Regions from separate parts of the Arachis hypogaea genome. Here region 2 is linked to region 1. The links are chromatin contacts, called in public Hi-C maps. All regions are on one chromosome and are shown on one strand. Each heading gives the region's core, a stretch centred on a gene start, on an enhancer-like site or on the middle of the called end of the contact. The rest is flanking DNA. Distances are from core to core; before and after follow the strand shown. Region 1 holds the start of LOC112775929 (pyrophosphate-energized vacuolar membrane proton pump). Region 2 has its middle 28 kb from the start of LOC112775484.

Evidence for each region. A called contact is a pair of places that touch in the nucleus more often than the background predicts.
Region 2: a Hi-C map of an unstated tissue shows a contact between it and region 1, with 5 times the contacts expected there. The contact joins the enhancer-like site here to the promoter of LOC112775929 in region 1. A contact is called at or near these places in 4 of 8 Hi-C or Micro-C datasets (leaf and an unstated tissue).

Annotation. Positions count from the first base shown.
Region 1 is chr19:1,996,345-2,000,981 of arahy.Tifrunner.gnm2.J5K5, forward strand. LOC112775929 (pyrophosphate-energized vacuolar membrane proton pump) reads right to left here and starts at 2,550. Exons shown (of 8, transcript XM_025819838.3): 1 at 1,901-2,550; 2 at 481-1,055; 3 at 1-342. The coding sequence starts at 2,168.
Region 2 is chr19:2,059,548-2,063,847 of arahy.Tifrunner.gnm2.J5K5, forward strand. No RefSeq gene overlaps it. Among protein-coding and RNA genes, the nearest start is that of LOC112775484, 28 kb to the left of the region's middle. Within about 2 kb of position 1,659, at least 1 of the 3 cell types and tissues checked has open chromatin away from gene starts, as enhancers often do.

The DNA.
Region 1 (4,637 bases), core at 1,300-3,799:
AGTGAAGGTCGATGGGAGAGCAAGCCAACTAATAATTGCAATTCCAACAGTCATGAGTGCTGTAGAAATGATAAGCTGCTTTTTCAATGCTGGTTCAATTTCCTTGACGGCTTTGATCTCAAAGAAATCAGTTGCAAAGAGAGTAGTAATCAAACAGATGAGAATGCCCACAGAGCTGACAAGTAGGGGATACAACATGGCAGTGAAGTCATGGTCGATTCCAAATGAGGAAATGGAAGCAACAACAAGGGCAGCACAAGATGATTCAGCATAGGAGCCAAAAAGATCAGAGCCCATCCCAGCAATATCTCCAACATTGTCACCAACATTGTCAGCAATCACCTGATAAGATCATGAAAATGGATCAATTGTTTCAGCAAATACAGGGAGGACTGATGAGATAACTACATTATTCTTCAATCAATTCTTCCTGTGAAGAAAATGGAAAAAGGAAGTAGAAAGGGGGGAAATGTGACTTACAGCAGGGTTTCTTGGATCATCCTCAGGGATATTTCTTTCAACTTTTCCTACAAGGTCAGCACCAACATCAGCAGCCTTGGTATAGATACCACCACCAACTCTCCCAAACAGAGCCATGGAAGATCCACCCAAGCCATAACCAGTTATAGCCTCAAAAAGACCTTCCCAATCATCACCATAATATATCTTAAAGACATTAATGGCAATGTAGAGCACCAAAAGACCATTTGCTGCAAGCAGAAAACCCATCACTGCACCAGACCTGAATGCAGTGATAAAAGCCTTCCCAACTCCCTTTCTTGCTTCCAAGGTTGTCCTGGCATTGGCATAGGTTGCAATTTTCATCCCAAGGTAACCAGAGAGAACCGAAGTCAAAGCACCGAGCAAGAATGATACAGTACTGAACAATGCAGTTGCAAGGGCTGGCTTGCAAATCTTAGTCTTGTCATATGTGCAAGCCTGGCTCTTGGTGCTGAAGCTTTCCACAGAACCCAGGAAAAGGAAGATCAGAACCGCAAAAGCAACCATGAAGATTCCCACATACTGATATTCAGTGAAAAGAAAGGATGTGGCACCTGCAAACAAATTCAGAGCTTGTAAGTACAAAGACCAAAATACCCATCCAAGTCCCAACACTAAATGTGTAAGCAAATCAGCAATGTGCCATATTAGTCTATCACATGCCATGCGGTGATTAGGTATCAGCATTCTAGATTAAGGAACCACCACAGTCAGGTTGATTATTTTAAAGCAAATTACTTTCTTCATCAAAATCATAATATTTATACAGGCAGCAGGATATATACCGATTTAGGATGCTTCCATCATTCTTGGAATCAGAACAATTTGTAATATGATAAAACCCCACAGTAAAATATCAACAGTACTAGATGGATTATTAATTAATTATTAATTTATTACAAAATAATAATAACAACAACTAAAAATAATAACCGCACTAACACTAGATAATAATAGGACGGATGTACTAATAATAGCAGATTAATAATAAGAAAAACAACGACTTCATATTAAACCATAAAGTGATAAAACACTAAGATATTTTGACAACAGCTATATTTCAGGCTTTCAGATAAACAGATAAAGCTAGATCTTTGTGTATCCACTATTCACGATAATATCTAGTAGTAGCATTCAATTCCAATAATTCGGGAACTTAATCTACACAGTCGTTAAGACCGCAAACGGCACAGAAACACGAACACTTTAAATCCAAACAAGCACTAACAAGCTTATCCTTTCGAAAGCATAACTATTTACTAACACAACTACTCAACCGAACAAATAAGAAAAACAAAAAACAAAACACAAAACGTTAGATTCAGCTCCAAAAACGACACGCCAGAAAAATAAACCGACGACACAACGAGATCTCAAGTAAGAAAAGCTCAGATCTCACCTTCGGAGATGGCGCTTTGAATGTCGGCACACTTGACCACGACGCTATGGTCGTTGATTCCTTCCTCCTCTTCGATCAGGTAATCTCCGTAACCGTTCTTCCCGTTGTTGTTGTTGTTGCTGTTACCACTCGAAGACGACGTTGCGTGCGGTGTGAGCTTCACCTTTGAAACGAGGAACCACTGCACCAGTGAGAACACGATCCCGACGACGGCGCATACCGGAATCACTATCTCCGTCGCGAGCTCCGACAGAATAGCCCCTCCCATTCTCGCCGGAAAAAACCTAACTCCGCCGGTTACCTCACCGGAAAAATGTAAAGCGGCGTTCGCCGGAACACAGAGAGAAATGGAGTGTAAGTCACGGAGAGAATGTGAGCTCGAGTGCGGCGAGGCTTGCGGTTTTATAGCGGGGGAGAGAATGATGGGGTACGTGAAAGTTACGAACGTTATGTTGTACCCTGTTTTGTGACCGTTGGATTTGGTGTCATTAGATTTGAAGTGATTTGAACGGTGGATGAGTGAGGAAATGGAATGAAATTAAGGCGGGAGAGAGGAAAATGATTTTGGAGAATGGAGAGTGTGTTACACACGGATATATGGTAGTTTTTTATATTATTTATTATTTTATTTATTTTGGTATGCTGCGGACATATGGTAGATTTACTTGGAGAGGTTATATAGTGTAACTCTGGTTACGTAGGTGATAATATTCATACAAAAATTTTATTTATATATTAAAATTAATCATTAAAATTAATTATTATATATTTTATATATTAATATAAATATTATTTAATTTATTTTTAATATATTAATAATTAACTTTAATGATTAATTTTAATATATACCTAATATAATTGATATTAATATATTTTTGTAAGCGAATATTTGATTCAATGTATTTAACTATTTATGGTTTTTTTGTTATAATAATCATTTACTAGCATTATTTGCTGTTGACCAATAAAAAAGGATAAATTTTATTTACAAAATATAAAATAAAATATTTATACTTCTTTGAAAGTACAAACATATCTTAAAAAAAATTAAAGAAACTTTAGTAAGCTAAATCTAAGTTGTTTGGATTTTTGCTTGGCATTTATAATTTACCCCAAAAAAATTATTATTATATTCTAAGTGACACAAAAATAATTGCTTGCAACGTAAACCCTATTAAATGAAAATATTTCAAGTTATACATGCCTAATTGCTTTTATGTATGATGGTTCTAGTTTTGTATATTAAAACTCCGTTAAAAAAAATTAGTCTCATAATGTTGTCTTATTAACTCAATTTTAACCATCTCTTATAGAGAATACATATAATTTCCAAAAAGAAAAAAAAAACAAATACGAAAATAAAAAACTATTGAAATTTCTTTCAGCTTAATGCTTAATTACTCTTATTAATTTAAAATTAAAAAATAATTTTTTATAAACAAAAGTTTGAGAGTCAGTAATTTTTAATTTATAGTAATCCGTACTTTTGGCTAGCAACTCAATATATTTAGTTTATTAGTCTAATTTTATATTTTTAACTAACACTTTTAAATATTAATAGTTAATTGTTGGATAAAAATAATAAATTTTACTAATTTGGTAGCATTTTTTTCATTTTCTTTTTTTTTTTTGTATGCAACTTAGGTTGCATTTGATTTTAAAAATATGATAAAATAAAATACTAAAAATATAACACAAAAAATAAAAATATAAAAATTAGTATTTTTATATTTTATTTAATAATAAACTAAATATAAGAGAGAACAAACAAAAAAAATCTAATTTATCTTTATTTTTTTTTCACACAAAATTTAGAATTAAGAATATATTTTGATAGTAATAATAATAAAAAATAAAAAAAAAAAGTGTGTCTCCATTCAATATAGAAGTGATAATGAATATAATATGATAGGATTTAGACCTAATTCTAATCCTACTCGTGAATTTATTTTTTACTAAAATTCAATCTTACTCTATACTTATGTTTATAACATGTCAATTTTAATATTATCGTCCTTAATTTGGGGATATTCGACTCTATCTACGATTTCGCGAATCATAAAAAAAAATGTAATATCCAATAATTTGAGAAGATCTTGGAATTATAATTTAGTATGTATATATTATTAAATAAATTTAATTTTCTTATAAAAAATAAAAGTATCAAATTTTTAATTAAAGATCTTGATTTAGTGGTTAAATATTTTTTATATAAATACAAAATTTTTTATTTGATATTCATCTCAAATTAAATCAGATTAAGTAGGTACGAATAAAAGAGTAATTCAATGTATTATTTTTATATTCTTCGTGTGATAAAGAGGACACCATCGTATATCCTTATAAATAAACGCGGCAATCAAATTGGATCATCACCTTAAAGCTTTGGTATCATTAGTTTTCTTATTACTTACTCAAATAATTTAAACTAAGCAAAAATAAATATTAAGAAAGGGGCTATTATGCTTTATTTCGCTTAAGAAAAAAGTTAACAAGAATAACAACATATAACAATATATAAGAGTTATGACCAAAACATTTAAGAGAAATTATACTGTTTATATTTTTATAAATTTAATTTTTATTTTTAACTGTATTAAACTATAATCGCATATCATTAAAAAAAATGTATTATACCAATTTTTTGTAAAAAAAATGAATATCATAAGACTCTATATATATTATGATTGTTGGCATAGAGGAATATTCCGTATGCGTTAGGTAATTGGTGGGACCG
Region 2 (4,300 bases), core at 409-2,908, 62 kb after region 1:
ATAGTCATCGTCTCCAAAGCAGATAGGAGTACATAAGAGTACATAAGAATAAATTATATTTTTATTAAAAAAAGTTTTTTTAATTTATAATAAAAAAATTCTTATTAAATATAGCTTATTTAAGTGTATTTCATAATTAATAATAACCATCTATTTAACTTCATTTTTAAAAAGTAAATTACTCAACCATAATAAAACCATTTTTTATAAATTACAAGAGTTTTTAAATATTTAATTTGTAATTTTATCTTTTATTAAGTCACTCATTATATTAATGTAAAAAATGTTAAACGTAAATTTTTACCACACCTAAGTTGATCTCTCATTTCTTTTGAGCCTTCCTTCCAGTCAATGTCAATGTCCATGTCCTGTAATAAAGTAAGAATGTTGAGAATAAAATTAATAGGATATTGATATTGGTCAATTCATTTTTTACCTTTCTCAAAATATCACTAAAAGAAAAAAAAATTATCAAAAAACTTTTAAATCATTTAATATAAGATAAAATTATAATTTTAAAAATATTAAATAATATTTGTCGGCTATTATCCATAAATTCCATTATAAAATCATTACCTTAGATATTGACATATTGTTAATGTTACGTATTATTTATGTACTCTTTCTGTTTTATTAAAAAACAATACCATATTAATAATTTATGTTTATCTTATTTGAATTTGTAATATAAAAATAGACTGCGTATAATTTTTTAGTATCTTTAGAATATAGCAATTTTTTTTTTCACTTCTACCAATAGGTTATCTAGGATAAACCCATTTATATGTCAAAGACTCGTGGTATAATCCTAATCCAAGAGGATCTTCTAAAACTAGAAGCCATTTGGTCTTGTACAAGATTGAGTTTTATATATATATAAAATGATTTTTAAATAAAAGAAATGATATTTTTGCTTTTTAAATATGATTTTAGTTTGACAAAAATACAATAAATATAACGGCATATATATATTTGAAAAAGATCTTTTAAAAATAAAATTTTGACTGTAATTTTTTGTAAGTTTACCTAAAAAAAATTATATTTTTCTATCTTTATTTTTATTTATTTTAAAAATATTTTTTATGAAATTTTTTTTAAATTGGTTACAAAATTAGAATCGATATTTTAGATTCTGTGTTTTAACTATGAAAAGATTTTGATAGAAGAAAAAAAATAAAGACATGATGAATTACATCAAATACTCAACTTATATGAAAGTGGAGAGGAGTACTGTACTCAAATCTTGGCTAGAGAATATATGTAAAATATATGCAGTCTAAAATATATGCAGGTTGTTTTAGTGCACATGTAATCCAATTTTAAAAATATTCACCATTACATTTTGACAATAAAAACCTACTTATAACTTATCTTTTTTTATTTATTCTGACTAATAAATTGTTTAAGATAAATTCGTTTGTATGTCTGAGATTCATAGTATAGTCTTAATCTAAAAGATATTTTTAAAACTGAAAAATTATTTTGTCTTGTAAAAGATATAGTCTTTTTTGTTTATTATAATATTCTATAATTCGGCAGGCTAAGAACCAATCTGCTACGAATTTAAACTACATTTAAAAGTTTATCGTTAACTAATGAATGATTGCATAGCGACATTCGAACAAATAATTAGCTTTTTCCAAAATTGTGAGTAAGCCTAAATCAATAGCCACCAATGTTGGTAACTTATTGGGCTCAAATGTTGGACAAAGAGTGCACTATACCACAGTGAACGAACTGGTTTTCTTTGTAGCTATTTTGGTTAGTCTTTAGGCCTTTACCTCAATTTTTTTTCAGCCCAAAAACATTGTTTTAAGACCAAATAATAGTAATAATAATAATAATAACCATGACAATCATAAATATATTAATTTTTTAATATATTTAAAAAGTAAAAATGACAACCATTTTTAAATAGAGATAATAATGACATAAAGGAATTGTTAGTAAATAATATTATCATATACTATATTATATTTGTAGATAAATAAACACTAACACGATTATTAATTTGTCATTTTATTTATTAAATTCTAGTAATAATAATCTATATGAGATTAATTAAAATAATAAATATTTATATTCTAATTATAAGCTTTTGGAGTCAAATTTTAGCGAGGAATCGCAAATTCTTTTTATAGATGCATATAGTAAGCTTTATTTATTTATTTATTTATTTTATCTTATATTAACCCGATATCACTGCTTTCTATGCTCCCGTTTCTCCAAAGATTTCAGTATAAGATTAATGCCAGTTTACGCCATATCCTTCAGGGGCTCACGGCTTTACCTTAAAAATCTTTACAAAGTTGCTCTTAAATAAATAATAATCATCTTCTAATTAATTAAGAATATTATATTGTAATATTCAACCATATGCAATTCAAATACGAAAATAAATCTTTGGCGTGACCTTATCCCTTGAATAATTTTATTTCATTCATTATTCGTCCAATAAAATCTATACACCTATGATTTAATTTTATGTTTCTTTCTTAGACACAACACTTGTCCCCAAAGCAATAATAGCCATCATCCAAGCCATATATTATTATTATTATTATTATTATTATTATTATTATTATTATATCTAGTTAATAGAAAATTATGAGTATGAAAGTTCATCGTCAAATTTGACTATAATTCTTTATATTGTTTTAAATAGGTTTAATTATTCTGTTAATTCTATAGTTTCACAAAATTTTTAGTTAGGTTCTTATATATTTTTTTTAATTGAATCTTTACACTAAATTTTATTTATAATTGAGCTCTTATACTTTTTTTTAATTGAATTCTTATACCAAATTTTATTTTTAATTGGGTCCCTATATTTTTTTTATGGTGAATTCTACCCAACCCCCTCTAAAATAACATGTAAGTTACCCTTCATGATGTGTCACATTTTAATTGGTCATTACTTAACTATAGTTGGGTTATTTTGTAATTTATTATTTGAGATGGGTAATTGTATAATTTCTTAAAATATTAAAATTCTACCCCATTAATTGAAGCACGTTCTCACGCAATCTCTTTCTACAGTGCATCATTCCTTAACGAGTCGTTGAATTTCCATGGCTTGTAACTTCTTCGTTCTTCCCAGTATAGTCAGCACCGACTTCCAGTATAGTCAGCACCGACTTCATTGCTATCTCATGTCCTCTCACTCAATCTCTTTTTTTTTTTTTTACCATGGATCATTCCTTACCAATGTAATTAATGGTTAGTTTGGTTATTAATTTTTTTTCATTAAAAATAATATATGGAATATATATTCATATGTAAAATATAATATAATATAATAAAATAAATCTATTAAGAGTACTTAAAAGTATAATTAAAATCAGAAATATACAAATATAATAATAAAATTTGTACTCTAAACAAGTAAACATATCTTTTATCATATATAAATTATTTTAAAAAAATATAAATTGTTAAAATTAATAACACAAATTTAAAATGATAAAATTCAACTTTCTTACAAGTAATTTTTATAGTATTTTTATTCTTTTAATTTTTAATTTATTAATATTTTATTATTTAATTAATGATTAAACAAATTATTTTCATGAGAAATATTTTTTGTATAATCTTAAAGAAGAGACCAATATACCAATTTAAAAATTAATGTAAAAATGATATTTTAAATAAAAAATAGTTAATATTAAAATTTTTAAATACAAAAGCAAATTATATAGATATTCAGGATATAAATATAAAATACATGTTTAAAATAAATAAAGGAGACAAAAATAATTATTTATTTTTCATGAGTACTTCCATTTTATCTGTTTTATTTATTTTATGCATATATTTTATATTTATCTTTTAAATATTTATACAAATTATTTTTATATTTAAAAATTTTAATATTAAATATTTTTTATTTAAAATTTTATTTTTACTTTATTTTTTAAACTAATATATTGGTCTCTTCTATAAGATAATATAAAACATAATTTTTTATAAAAATAATTTGTTTAATCATTAATTAAATAATAAAGTACTAATAAATTATAAATTAAAAGAATAAAAATATTATAACAAATACAGTAAAAAATTGGATTTTATTATTTTAAATTTGTATTATTAATTTTAATAATATATTTATTTTTTAAATAATTTATGTATGATAAAAAATATGTTTACTTGTTTAGAGTACAAATTTTATTATTATATTTATATATTCATGATTTTAATTATACTTTTAAGTATTTTAAATGGATTTATTTTATTATATTATATTTTAAATATGAATATATATTCCATCTTCTAATTAAATAAATATATATTTTTTTAA